3 separate regions of the Mus musculus genome follow, and all the other regions are linked to region 2. The links are chromatin contacts, called in public Hi-C and HiChIP or PLAC-seq maps. All regions are on one chromosome and are shown on one strand. The core of a region is the stretch at or near the end of the contact, and the rest is flanking DNA. Distances in the headings are between cores, read along the strand shown. Region 1 overlaps Prkch (protein kinase C, eta). Region 2 has its middle 16 kb from the start of 2210039B01Rik. Region 3 overlaps Prkch (protein kinase C, eta).

Evidence for each region. Hi-C and Micro-C count contacts between places; a contact is called where the count stands out from the background. HiChIP or PLAC-seq counts read pairs in DNA pulled down with a chosen protein or histone mark.
Region 1: a Hi-C map of bone marrow-derived macrophages shows a contact between it and region 2, with 49 read pairs. The contact joins two enhancer-like sites. A contact is called at or near these places in 1 of 15 datasets of contacts at CTCF or cohesin (CD8 T cells), 18 of 484 Hi-C or Micro-C datasets (the BV-2 cell line, CD4 T cells, CD8 T cells and 10 more), 6 of 115 datasets of contacts at active chromatin or transcription factors (CD8 T cells, the SCID.adh cell line, Th17 cells and 2 more) and 3 of 9 other capture datasets (adipose tissue, liver and pancreatic islet).
Region 3: a contact with region 2 is called in an H3K4me3 HiChIP or PLAC-seq map of bone marrow-derived macrophages, with 5 times the contacts expected there. The contact joins two enhancer-like sites. A contact is called at or near these places in 1 of 15 datasets of contacts at CTCF or cohesin (CD8 T cells), 3 of 484 Hi-C or Micro-C datasets (CD8 T cells and bone marrow-derived macrophages), 2 of 115 datasets of contacts at active chromatin or transcription factors (bone marrow-derived macrophages and double positive thymocytes) and 3 of 9 other capture datasets (adipose tissue, liver and pancreatic islet).

What each region holds. Positions count from the first base shown.
Region 1 is chr12:73,630,324-73,634,367 of GRCm38.p6, reverse strand. All of the region lies in intron 1 of Prkch (protein kinase C, eta), which reads right to left. Among named protein-coding and RNA genes, the nearest start is that of Prkch, 48 kb to the right of the region's middle. Within about 2 kb of position 1,512, at least 47 of the 459 cell types and tissues checked have an H3K27ac peak or open chromatin away from gene starts, as enhancers often do. A contact at or near this core is called in CD8 T cells, the SCID.adh cell line, Th1 cells and 5 more, where this site is marked.
Region 2 is chr12:73,562,612-73,567,027 of GRCm38.p6, reverse strand. No RefSeq gene overlaps it. Among named protein-coding and RNA genes, the nearest start is that of 2210039B01Rik, 16 kb to the right of the region's middle. Within about 2 kb of position 1,592, at least 46 of the 459 cell types and tissues checked have an H3K27ac peak or open chromatin away from gene starts, as enhancers often do. A contact at or near this core is called in CD8 T cells, the SCID.adh cell line, Th1 cells and 6 more, where this site is marked.
Region 3 is chr12:73,655,514-73,659,683 of GRCm38.p6, reverse strand. All of the region lies in intron 2 of Prkch (protein kinase C, eta), which reads right to left. Among named protein-coding and RNA genes, the nearest start is that of Prkch, 73 kb to the right of the region's middle. Within about 2 kb of position 2,658, at least 40 of the 459 cell types and tissues checked have an H3K27ac peak or open chromatin away from gene starts, as enhancers often do. A contact at or near this core is called in CD8 T cells, bone marrow-derived macrophages and double positive thymocytes, where this site is marked.

The DNA.
Region 1 (4,044 bases), core at 263-2,762, 67 kb before region 2:
TAAAAGTCTATAATGGTACAAATGGCTGAATAGGGGCTTGAGAGATGGCCTGCCAAGCATGAAGACTGGAGTTCAGATCCCTAGCACCCACAAAAATGCCTGGTGGGCATGAAGCACACCTGTAACCCCAGCATTCAAGAGCCAGAGACAAGGGGATCCCCTGGAACCAGCTAGCTCAGTAGAACTATATGAACTGGTGAACTCAGGCCTTAAGGAGAGATCTGCCTCAATATACAAGGTGGATGGAGGAAGACATGGTACACCGGTCTCTAGGTTCCACATGCATGTGTATCCACATGCACACTCATGCTTGTACTCACAGGTGACAGCACACTCACACATGCACATACACATATATGCACACAAATACACACACACAAATGCTGACTGAATAAATAAGGGCACAAGATTAGAATTCTAAATAACTTATTTCTGAACACCCCCTCAAGGAAGTGAAACATAGTTTCCACAGCCTAAGTGTGGGCTGAGCATAGCGGCTTCCTTTCGAAGACTACAATATAGATGGGAGGGGTTAACTATAAGAAATGTCTGACAAACCTCAGCCAGGGGAGCAAGACTCCCATCAGTGACGACCTGTGTTCATTCACCATGTGTGTGTATGTATGTATATACAGGGCAATACATTAACTAGCACACACTAATGCCATCAGATCTGTCACTCAGCACCTTCAGTCTTCCTTCCCAAACTCTAGATCCAAGAGAAACACCAGACAAACCAAATCAAGTCACTGTACAAAACGCCTGGCTAGTATTTCCTAAGTTGGGAAGCACACCCAAACCAAGGAAAGTCTGAGAAACTGTAGTAACTCTCAGTTACTAGGGGGATTCTGACCCAGAAATAAGACATTAAAGTAAAATATAAGAAGGCAGAGAAACCATGGAATTTAATTAGCACAAGTGCCATTAATGGTTCATTGACTGTGAGGCACGCCACACAGGACACTAGTCCTCGAGGAAAGAGTTGGAGGGTATGGAACTCTGTGTGACCTCTGTAATTCCACATCTCTTTTAAAATGTGCATTTATGCAAGAGATGTGACTTTTAAAGGAAAACTGGCCTCGAGGAGTTCTAAACCCAAGTAAATCTCAGAGGGATGTAATCTCATACTCTCAGTCTCTTATCAATTACTACAGATGTTCCTTCAGTCTGGCTCCATCACCAGGTGGGTGAAAAGAAAGCCAGAGACAGCCATGCAAAGGGAAACCGGACCTTCCCAGACTGCAGGGCACACAGCTCCTGCTCCTGCCCAACTTCCCACAGCTGGCCAGGTGTCAGCACCCCAGGCTGAGCAAAGGTGCAAAGGTCACGGGAACTGCTAGCTACTTCACAGTCCTGAGGAGGGACGGCCTCAGGGAGAACCCAACACATTTTTCAAAATAACTTCCTTCTCAGAATTGTTCTCAGACAAGACTGGCGAAGTCCCCTCCCTAAGCTGAAAGCAGAAGAAAGGGCAAGACACAGAGGAGGGGGAGGAGGCAATGTGAAGGAGGAGGATGGGAGAGGGGTGGCCAAGGGACATGGGGAGTCAAAAGCACAGCTACAAACCGCCAAGGGATATCTAACATCGGGAGTAACGTTTTGCAGCTAAGGCTGAGTAATATGAATAACACCACCATGCACATGACACTATTTGATTTCTGCAAACTCGGTGGAAAACTCTAAACAAGAAAGTTTCCAACACAGCCTGGGCCTTTTATTCTTGTCCCCAACACTTAGGGATTAAGGACTGCCAAACTTTGCCCAAACCAGCGCCCCTCCTCCAGATTCTCCCAGGAGCGATTAAGGATGAGGACTCCCTCCACCCCTCACCCCACTCCCCATCCCACCCCCACATCAAGCCTCAGAAACCAGCATCCCAGTTGACAAACTCCTCAGCTGACTCCCATGCCTACGGAGTCTGGCAACCACTGTGGGTAGTTTCTTCTTCATGTTATCACCACCCTGCCCCTCTCTCCACCAACAGCCAAAGATGGTTCCTTGTATATATAGGACTGTCTGTTCAGGGAAATATTCAGGTCAAATATCTCCACTCAGAAAGGCTGAGGACCAAAAGTATTTTAAATGCCAGGAGAGGTTTTTAGATATTGGAATATTTAATATACTTAATATACTTAATGAGATGTTTTAGGTCTGGGACCCAAGTCTAAACATACATGTTCCAGGCATACCTTGAAACAGAGCCTGGGATAATTTTGTACAAAATTTTGAGCACACCTGTATTTCAACTACAGCCCATCACATGAAACCAGGTAGAATCTTTTCAACTTGTGGAATCATGTTAGCATTCGAAACACTTCAAATCTTAGACAATTTTTAATTGGGGAGGGAGGAGAGAGAAAAATATATATAGAAAAATATATAATGCTATATATGGAGAAATAGGTTTTTCTGCTATGATCTCTGTGACTTTTTAAAATAAGTTCTAGTCACAATTTTTTCTTCTCCATTCTTTCGCTAACTGCTTGCTATTAATAAACCAACACTTCAGAGGAAACCGCTGCCCGTAGTTAATCCAGCAATACAAAACATTCAAGAGTTTAGTGTTAAGGTAAAACCCAAATGCTCTGGGAAAGGATGCTGTCAGAAGTAATATTTCCTAATAACCACTAAATTCCACAAAATAGACTCAACATCCAGGAGTATATGTGATAAAATTACAATAAACATGTGGAAATCAGAATGGGGGTAATGAAACAGGAGAACGAGTTAAAACACGAACAGTGTAAGCTGTGTTAAACCTGAGCCACAGATGTGAATTCTGAGTTCTGAAGCAAAGGGAGGGGGGAAACCGGAGTTAGCAACACAATTAACGCCAATCATGCCGACACCACGCCCATTTCTCAGAAGAAATAATTCTAAGGCCCTTCAGTCAAGGAAGGTGTTTCTAGTGCCGTGGTTCTCAGTGTACGCTTTCAGGGCCAACAGCATCATGGTTGGCACCTCCTGCAACAGAGTCAGAGCTCGAGGTGAGACCCACCCACCTGTGTAACAGACCCTGCAGCTGACAGTCATGCCTTGCTGTGTCTCCACACACCTTACACCGAGGGTGGTTACACCCCTGTTCAGAAACATCCCAACATGCCACACCAGGGGTTTTCCCCAGGGCATGATGAAGGCAAAGCTGATCTGCACAGCCTGGAAACGTGGGGCCCGGCAGACCTGGCAGGCTGTGTGATCCACGTCTCCCAAGGTCACGTATCAGATTCAGTTCAGAACGTCTTCAGGATAATGGATAAACGTGTCCATGAATGGACATCTGCTCAACACTACCACCTGGGCAGTAAGTACCCATCAGCAAATACAGAGTGTCATTCTCAAAGGCTGCAAAACTGTTTCCATGAGTTTGTTGTAGTTGAAGGAAAACTACCAGTTATAATCAAACATCTTCCTGTCTTAAATTAAAAAAAAAAAAGATAAAATCTGCACAAAGCCTTCCACAGAAGCTCTGCGGTTTTAGCTCCACAGTCCAGTAAGAGGATGTAATTAGTACCAGCCCAGCTTTACAGATGAGAAACAACCACACGAGTGTACGGGTGCCAGAGGACTCATCTCCCTAAGTCCTCTGACCCTTGGCCCGGTTGTTCCTTTGACCTTAAGCGTCAGTGTCTGCTGACCCACAGTAGAGCAAAGGCAGCTCTGTCCTCTGTCGCTTCTCTTATAGTTCAGCCGGGAGGAGTGTGCCTGCGTCAGGCATGAGACAGGATCCCGCAGATATCACAGAGCAGGCCTCCGCTTGCTGAGAACACGCAAGCTCAAAGACCAGACCACCTTGGGATCCCGTTTCTCTCTTTCTAGAGGAAGTGCTGGTGATGGGTAAGAAGAGGTTAGGGGTGGGCTCCAGGGTCCAAGATCTGTAGCAGAAATTGCCTTAGAGATTGCTGTCATGCTCAGTGGCCCCAGGTAGCACGGGAAGACTGGGCCCAACCAAGGTAATACTTTTCATCTGACTTTTCTCCCTAGGCAATCCTGACTTGACAAACCATTTCATAAGATCCACACACACCTAGAAGCTCTTCCAAGCAT
Region 2 (4,416 bases), core at 343-2,842:
CACTTGGAGTTTTTTAAGGAGGCCTGTGTGCCTACCTGAAAGTCGAGCAAATGCCTCCAAAGACAGGCCTTGACACTCTCCAGTGATAGGGTAGTTGGTTTTTTCTCTGAATAAATGTTTGAAGTTTTCAAACCCTTCAATTTTAAATAAGTTTTTTTTAAGTACTGAAATGAAAGATTTGGGCCAGAACACCAAAACAAGACTTAAACCTTCGAATCAAGTGAAAACTTGCCTTAACCTCAATTTGCTGCATGATTCTTAGAAATGGGAAAATTGTTCTGTGAACAGCAGCGGGGTGCAGCTGAGGGAGGACGCAGTCCCCTCCCAGAGGCAGTGCACAGCCCAAGGGAAGGGCTCACAGGTTGTCCACAGAAGTTTCATGTTCTCATTGGGTCCATAGAAAGTGCCACAGCTGCCACAGATGTGGGGTCATCTCTGCATCAGCCAAGACAACTAACCTGGCTTATAAGGAGTGAGTAAGGAACTGGGAGTGTAGCTCAGTGGTAGGACACTTGACTAGTGCGTGTAAGACCCTGTGTTCTCAGAACCACAAATGTAAACCAAAATATAATATAAAATGCATTTAGTGAGTAGAATGGAGACTATGGGCTAGTGACAGTTTAGGTAGGTCTTCAGGCATGCAACAAGTATTTATTGAGCACCAACTGTATACATAATACTAGGCTGGACTGGTAGAGACAGGTAGGATAGATATATGATTCTAGTCAGAAGAATAAACAGACTTACAAGGGTTGCGATCCAGTGTGAGATGGGTCCCAAGTGCTTCTGAGAACCCACCCTAAGTAGAGACGGCTGTGTGAGGATCCTTCCCCTATAGGAAATGGAGGATGGGAGAGGTAGGAATTGACAACCAATAGATAGGTGCAGAGGCTGAAGAGAGAGCAAACTGCCAGAGAGCACTGAAAGGCGTATCCTACAACAGATTGTAGAGGCAGAAGAGACGGGGCCAGAGGTGAAGGCTGGCCCAGGGTCTTATGGGTAAGGAGGTTAGATCTGTCTTCAGGAAGGTAAGAGGCCATCGGGAATTCTCATCAGGTGCCAGACACAAGACACACATTATACATACATTATACCAGGATCACACTGGCTATAGTTGTAGTGGGGTCGTGAGACCAAAATCTAGCAGATGTTTGACCAATCATTATCCGAGTGACCTAATCCGTGGCCCGATAGCACAGAGCGAATGCCAACAACTGGGGCACTGGAGAGCAGATGGGCAGTGGGGTGGCAGACCTGGCATTGTGTATACTGTGGTGGGAACAGAAGGTCCTCCTTACCTCTCAGCTCTTACCTAAGGCGGCTGCGTGTTAAACACGGGCTCTCACTCCCCAAGAGAGGGGAGCGTGAGCCGGCCTTAGGCGCAGAGAGACTCATTTCAGATGATTTAACTTTCAAAATACCCAGGGACTTTCAAGTGGAAGACGCCAACACTCCAACTGAAGATACAGTGGGAAACATCAACACCGAAGCGGTTATGCCATCCAGGCTGCAGGGGAGGCTGCTGAGAGAGCTGTGGAAGGAGAGGTCTTTCCTCGGTGCAGAGCTCTGGAGTGAAGGCTGGAGAGGAGACGGACAGGAAGACTGCCGGCATCATCTGGCCGCTGTACCTAGGGGATGAAGTCTAAGGGAAGCCTCAGTACAGCAGCTTCCATTAACTGAATACTGGTGAGGGTAACAAAAAGACCTCTGCGGCTAAAACCAACCAGTTCTCGTTTCCTTCGCCTCAGATCGTTGATAAACGAATTTGGACCCTCTTTGCATGTAGATGCTTTGAATGGCGATAAACCTCAGGAGGGCAAGATTTGGTTAAATTATCACAAACTATAAGCCTCTGTAAAAATGTGTAAGTACGAGGCTCAGTAGGGGAGGGAAAGTGACAATGTCCCGTGAGGCTTGGAGAGGCGCTGCAAGGGAGATTTTTCCACACAAGGGAACCTCATTTGAGACTGTGAATTTGATCTGGATTTCCGTTCAATATGCCATGCAATACTGGAAATTTTATATTAAGTTGTTTATATATTCATTGAAATAATAGCATGAATATTTTAACTATATATGAATAGAATAACGACCGTGACTCCTGGACGGACTAGAATTTCCAGCACTTTTCATATTTAGAAATGCATAGCGCCATCTAATGGTCACAAGTCATAAAAAGAAAGAGGAAGAAAAAATAAAACTGATACAAGTAAAATCTAACACATTTCAAAGTTGTTCAGTTAACTGTTTTTGTAAATAATAATTTTATCTCTTCCAAACTCACTGCCAAACTGGGCGGCAGATTACCTCCACCCAGAGTGTCTCTGTGGAGCATTTTAGGTTGAAGTATTTCCAAACAAGGATTTCCAAACATTTGTACATTTTTTTAAATCAAAAAAATCATTCTAAATACCTTGGATAAAACAGAATGTTCATTTCATTTTTAAAGGTATAATTAAGTTAAAGAGTTCAATAGAAGCCTTATCTTGTTTTTTTGTTTTTTTGTTTTTTTTTTTTTTTTTGTAAGATTAAAATGTGGCCCGTCTTCTATACAGACGGTAATTATTGCTGCCATGGTCCTTGCAGCCCCTTGAGACGTGGGGAGGGAGGGGTGACTGCGCGATTTAATGAAGCTTATCTCTGCTGACTCTGAGGCGGCAGCCTGCGACTTGGCCCTTCCACAGCTCAATCCTGGGGTCAAAAGAGATTTTCCATTGCTCAAACAGGCCACTTAACCTGGGACACAAGTGAGAGGAGCCACAGCAACCTCGAGAAAAGGTGGGAAAGCTGCACAGTCTGCCCAGGCCGGCCCTGAGGGGCAGCTTGCCTTGCTTCCCCAAGAACGGAACTCTAAACTTTGCCACCCAGCTCGGTGGCTTGCTCAGAACTTTCATCTAATCCTTCTAACACAGCTTGAATCAGACTCTAAACGAATTGAGAGCCCCAAATGAGAACTGATTTTAAAGTATATTGTTCTAGGAGGGCTACAAAAAAAAAGAGTAAAGGGGGTAAGATCTGACCATGATACATTATACACATGTATGAAATTTTCCAGAGTAATAAAAATTACTAATTTTAAAATTTAAATAATTTCTTAAAAAATTAAGTATACCATTTGACTCTCCTTCACAATATAGGTATATTGGACAACAAAAACCTCTACGATATGATGCTGATGTTTTTACTTCTTGTTTATCCCTGACTGTATTTGGAGAGTGCAGGTCACTTGTTGCCTAGCAGATTGCTTGTACACAATTGAAGATACATCTTGAATTAACGTCTAGGACTACCAGACTCGTGGGAGAGTTTCCATGATGGGAAGAAAACAAACAAACAAAAAATTAAATCAATAATAAAAAGAAATAAAGGAGGGGTGGATGGGCGAGAAGGAGAAGGAACAGCAAAGAATTTGAGTTGGAAGGTAAGTTATTTATTGAGGATTTTGTCATTTGCCCATTGAGTGTTAGAAATGATTTTCAAAAATTGGCAGTAATAGTGACAGCCACATTAAGCCATTGCTTTTTTTTCTTCTCTAGGGGCTAGAATGTGTTTTACATGGAAGTGGGCAGCAGTACAGGGGGGGCTGGGGTGGGAGACAGGGGGATAGGGTTAAGAACTGTGGCTGCATGCTGTGGAGACCCCATGCTCACCACTGGGGCTTTCCTGGACTCAGCATATCTTGTACGTGCCCTGGCTCGCCAGCAAGAACAACACTGCAACAGGATCCTTCTGCACACGTTTATTGGGAGAGCTTGATTGCAGAGGCGAAGAGACCCCCCCCCCCCAGCCCAGAACTGGTGCTGCTTATATAGGCCTAGGAGAGGCGTGTCTCACACCCGGATTGGTTATCCACTATACCTCATTTGCATGTTCCTCATCTGATTGGTTACTCTCTCTCAGTACCTTACAGAACCTCATTATCATACATCATTTGCATGTCTCACATCTGATTAGTTATACTTGCAGAACCTCATTATCATACATCATTTGCATGTCTCACATCTGATTGGTTATACTCTCAGAACCTCATTATCATGCCCTGGGCCAGGCAGTGTCTTGGCAAAAAACTTTACTGCATATGTACACATTGGTTGTTTGTCCAAACTTATGCGTGGTGGCCAGCAGTAGCCAGCGCCACTCTGCAATGGTACATTTGGCTTCCCACATCCATACAGTGAGCTGCTGAGGTTAAACATGAACTGTTGCTGTGGTCCATGGGTTTGGATACTCACGTCGTCTTCTGCTAGCGACTGTTTTGAAAAGTTGTGGAACCTCTAGGAGCCCAGCCTCTGTCTTCTCTTTTCTTTTGGCTGCAGACACTGCATAACCAGCCACCTTGAGGTCCTGTAGCCAGGCCTTCCCTTCATGAAGTTTTCCTTCAAACTGTGATGAAAGCAAGCCTTCCCTCCCTGAGAT
Region 3 (4,170 bases), core at 1,409-3,908, 92 kb before region 2:
ACGTTGAAGAAATAATTTTTTCTATCAAAAAAATTAAATAACTTCTGTTCTACTCAACTCTTTTTTTTTTCCACTGGAAGAATCTGACATCGGTGTAATTTCAGTTTAGAAAGATTAGCCTGAAAACCCTCCTGAAACTAGCTGGACCGGTTTTTTGTTTGTTTGTTTGTTTGTTTGTTTTTCAAAGAGCTCTGTTTTCAAAGCAGTGTGCAGTTAACAGGCGAGTGGCCCATGCACACACAGAGCAGGGTTCCGAGGTTTCACAGGGCAGCTTGTTGCACTCACAGCCCTGACCACCTGCTCAGAAGTAACCAGGCTGTCTCCATCAGCCCTAGCTAGACAGTCAGCACTCTCCTTGTGACCGACCACCTGAAGCTTGGCATTGTTTTGGTATCATCTCTTCCTGAGCTTATTTTTCTGAGAGCAGGCTTGTAAGGAACAACTGGTTGAAAATATGTATCTTATAGTAATAACAATAACAAAATGTTATAGTTTTAAAAAAACGCAACAAGTTCGAGCCCACTCAAGGACACTGAAAGCAAACAAACAAACAAACAAACAAACATGACTAAATTAGCTTGTTGCTTACAGCATCTAAAATTTTAATAGTCCTCAATTGAACCTAAATGAACATCTGCCAGTGTCTTCTCCCACTAAATGGTGAGCTTTGGGGACAATAACCTAGAAATTATAAAAAGTTTTTCTCTTTTCCGTTTGAGGACTCGTTTATACACTTTAAAGCTACTGGTGCTCTGAGAGTTTTGGGTTGTATAGATTTTACTAATATGGTCACATTGGGGATTGAAACGTCAAAGTGTAAGCATTTCTTCCTTGACTCAAGACTGTAAGGAAGAAGCCATTCCATAGTAACATGGCATTTCAAAAGGCAACTATGTACTGCAAAATGAAACAATCGTTAAACGATCACATTGTTTTATAATTTAAAAATTTAAATGATGACTGACTTGAAAGCAGCAGCTTCCTTCTTCCCTCTCTTCCTGTACTTTATCCACGACAGCGTTTTTTCTAGTTAAAGAGTAAGCGAAATCCAGCCTCACACAGAGAGGAGTTTAAAGGGGAAGCACTTTAACAGCCCTCCCACCAACTACGGCTATTCTTCTTTGATCCATCAAAACTCAACAAATGCTCCAATGTGGGAGATAAAGCCCTGGATACTTTTACACTGGTCAGTCTAACAATTTCAGCATGATTATGGTATTGGAATATCTTGTATTGGTCATTTTGAAAAATATGTGTTTACTGAGTCCTGTAACTCTTCCAAAAGTTGATATATTTCATTACACAATTTCAAAAATTCATGATTTTGAATTACTATAAACAACACATTCACACACAGAAAAAAAGGCAGAGATAAATTTTTTTCTGAAAGCCTAATTGTGGTGTAAAGGTTTTGTTTTGATGGCGGGCACCAAACATCTGCAATAGTCTCTTTGAAGTAACTGACTCAATCCACTCTTCTTTTTATTTTTTTTTAGGAAAATATCTCACAAATTGCCAAGTTCCATTACTACAGTTTGCCTGTCACTCTTCCAAGGTAGAAAAGCTGTTCCAGGCACAAAATGGCATGTTCATTAGGCCCCCAAGGGAGTGCTGATCTTCATGTCAAAGGAGGAGCCCATAAGAAACCTTGCAAAAAAAGTATCACAAGATGGGAGACTCTGCAGAAGGTGGCCCTATGCCACCACCAAAGTCAGTTCTCCTCGGGGTGGAGTAGAGAAAGAACACTAAGGAATGCTGTACTGGGGTGTTGATGTGCTCACTGAAGCTCATATGTGGAAAATGTAACCCTTGATGCAAGTGTTGGCATGGGGAGCTCAATAATAAGGTAACAGGAGCTCTGTCTTTCAATCAACTGTCATTATCAAGGCTGTTAAGTAAGTCTCCCACCTCCTTGTATGATAACACTACCCTATTACAAAGCAGCAAGATGGCCCATTAGATGGAACCCCTCAACCTAGGCTTCCCTGTTCCGGACAGATAGATATTCTGAAAAGATCTTGGACTTGCTCTGACTGGAGTTCAGCTCTGTCATTTATCTTACATTGGGTCAGAGGAAATCACTGTCCCCAGACTGCCTCACCTTTTGCACACTGAGAACCACACTGGCCACACAAGTTTGTTGGAAGCAAATGGGCTAATGTTCAGGATGGCAGGGACTCCATGATTAAGAGGCCATCCTGACAGCAGAAGGAATGAGGCAGAGCTGTGTTCTAATGTGAGTGTGGCACTTCCCGGTCCCCAGAAGATGCTCCACAAATACGCTAGATGCCATGGAGAAGAGATGCAAGTATCATCTCTTCCTTCCCTAGTTCCTCTACCCTGTCTTCACTTGCCAGTCATTTCCAATGCCAATCACAAGGATTGCTCAGGCTTGGAAGAATTCTAAAGTATTCACTCATTCCCAAGACTAATGCAATAAACAAGATGAATAAATTTTAAAGCTGATTAAAAAAAAACAAACCTAAGCCAAGACATTCTCACAGGGCTTCAAAGGTGACAAAGAAACATCATAAATCAACTGCCAGCAGAGGTGACTGCTTTTCTTTTTAAAATGGCAGGTGCGAGAAGCATTAGCCAGAGTGTGAAACTGTGGGCTGCAGTTTTGCAACAGCCTCGTCTCGTCTGCTTCTCCGTCCATGTGGCCGTGGCCGCAGGGTCTGAGCCGAGCTTCACAATCATGCAGCCGTGGTCTGAGACAGGAAGCATGAGGGGAACACTGAGGCAAACGTGCAGAAAGAAACAGGTCAAACCCTTACCGTGCACTCTAACTCGCTGCCTGCTGCAGAGGTTAATAACACCCAGGGTCTTCTCTGCATTGCCCCGGAGACACACGACTCAAGATAAAACCACCACCCACCACCCGTTTCCCTAAGCAAGCTTCAAACTCACAGCTAACGAGTGTGTGTGTGTGTGTGTGTGTGTGTGTGTGTGTATACACTCGTAGAGTTTAGAGGTTAGTGTTGAGTGTCTTCCTTTATTGCTTTCTTTTTTGAGTTAGAGTCTCACCAAACCTAGAGCTCACCAATTCAGTGAGACTATACGTATGCAGTGAACACCCGTGTTCTTGTTTCTACCTCTTCCTGATGATTGGTGTGTGCATCACCACACCTGGCTTTGTGGGTTGGAGCCTGGGATCTGAACTCAGGGCTTCATCGTGACCTATGAGCACTTTATCAACAGAGCCAACTCCCCAGTCTCCATGAATTGACTACTGAATTTACATAATAATTATATGTTGGACATGGGTTTCTTAGGCTGCCTTGTCTGATTTTGCATGTTCTTGGTGTTGTCTTTAATAAGAAAGCTAAAAGAAAAATGAAATGAAAAAAAAGAAAGTATTTATCTTTTAAACAAAAAGCCAGAATCTGAGTTGCTTTTATGACACCAAGATCATGCTGTAACTCTGAATACATGTACTATTCTTGCTTTAAAAATTGAAGCTAGGGAATGGTATTTTGGGGGAGGCTATTTTATTCTTAATTCTCGATTTTATGTATTCTAAGGAGGTATATTAAAATTTTAAATGTCTAAAGGACTCAAGAAAGATTTTTTAATATGCCCACGTAAGTTGTGAGTCAAAAGCTGCAGGTAGGACAGAGTGAGGAAGATAATTCCTTTCTGTCAGGAAGCTCTCATACATCATGAGTGATGGGTGGATCAGCTCCTAACACTTACATAACATTCTGTGGTTGTGAAGTTCCTTGTTAAGAGAGTTTTCTGAGCTAATCAAGTCAATAAGAAGAAATAATAATAATAATAGTTCTTTGTAAAGACAGAATGTCTCCAGAAGACAACACACACACACACACACACACACAAACACACACAGAAACACACATACACATGCACACACACACTCACACTCACACACACACACACACACACACTCACACAAAAATCAATCATTCGGCCAACCAATTCATGGTTAACCCTATCCATAAAGCACAGATGTTATATCATTTTGTTGGTAAATAGATGCTCACTTTATCTTAAACAGCCACAATCACACCTAAATAATGTTACAATTCCATATAATCACCACCTATAAGAATGATCTATACCTTATACCTGGTTAAAATGTCTATTTTCTTGGCTCTTCTTTTCCTTCAAATCGGTCAAAGGATTCAAACCTCTCTTCCTATAAAACGT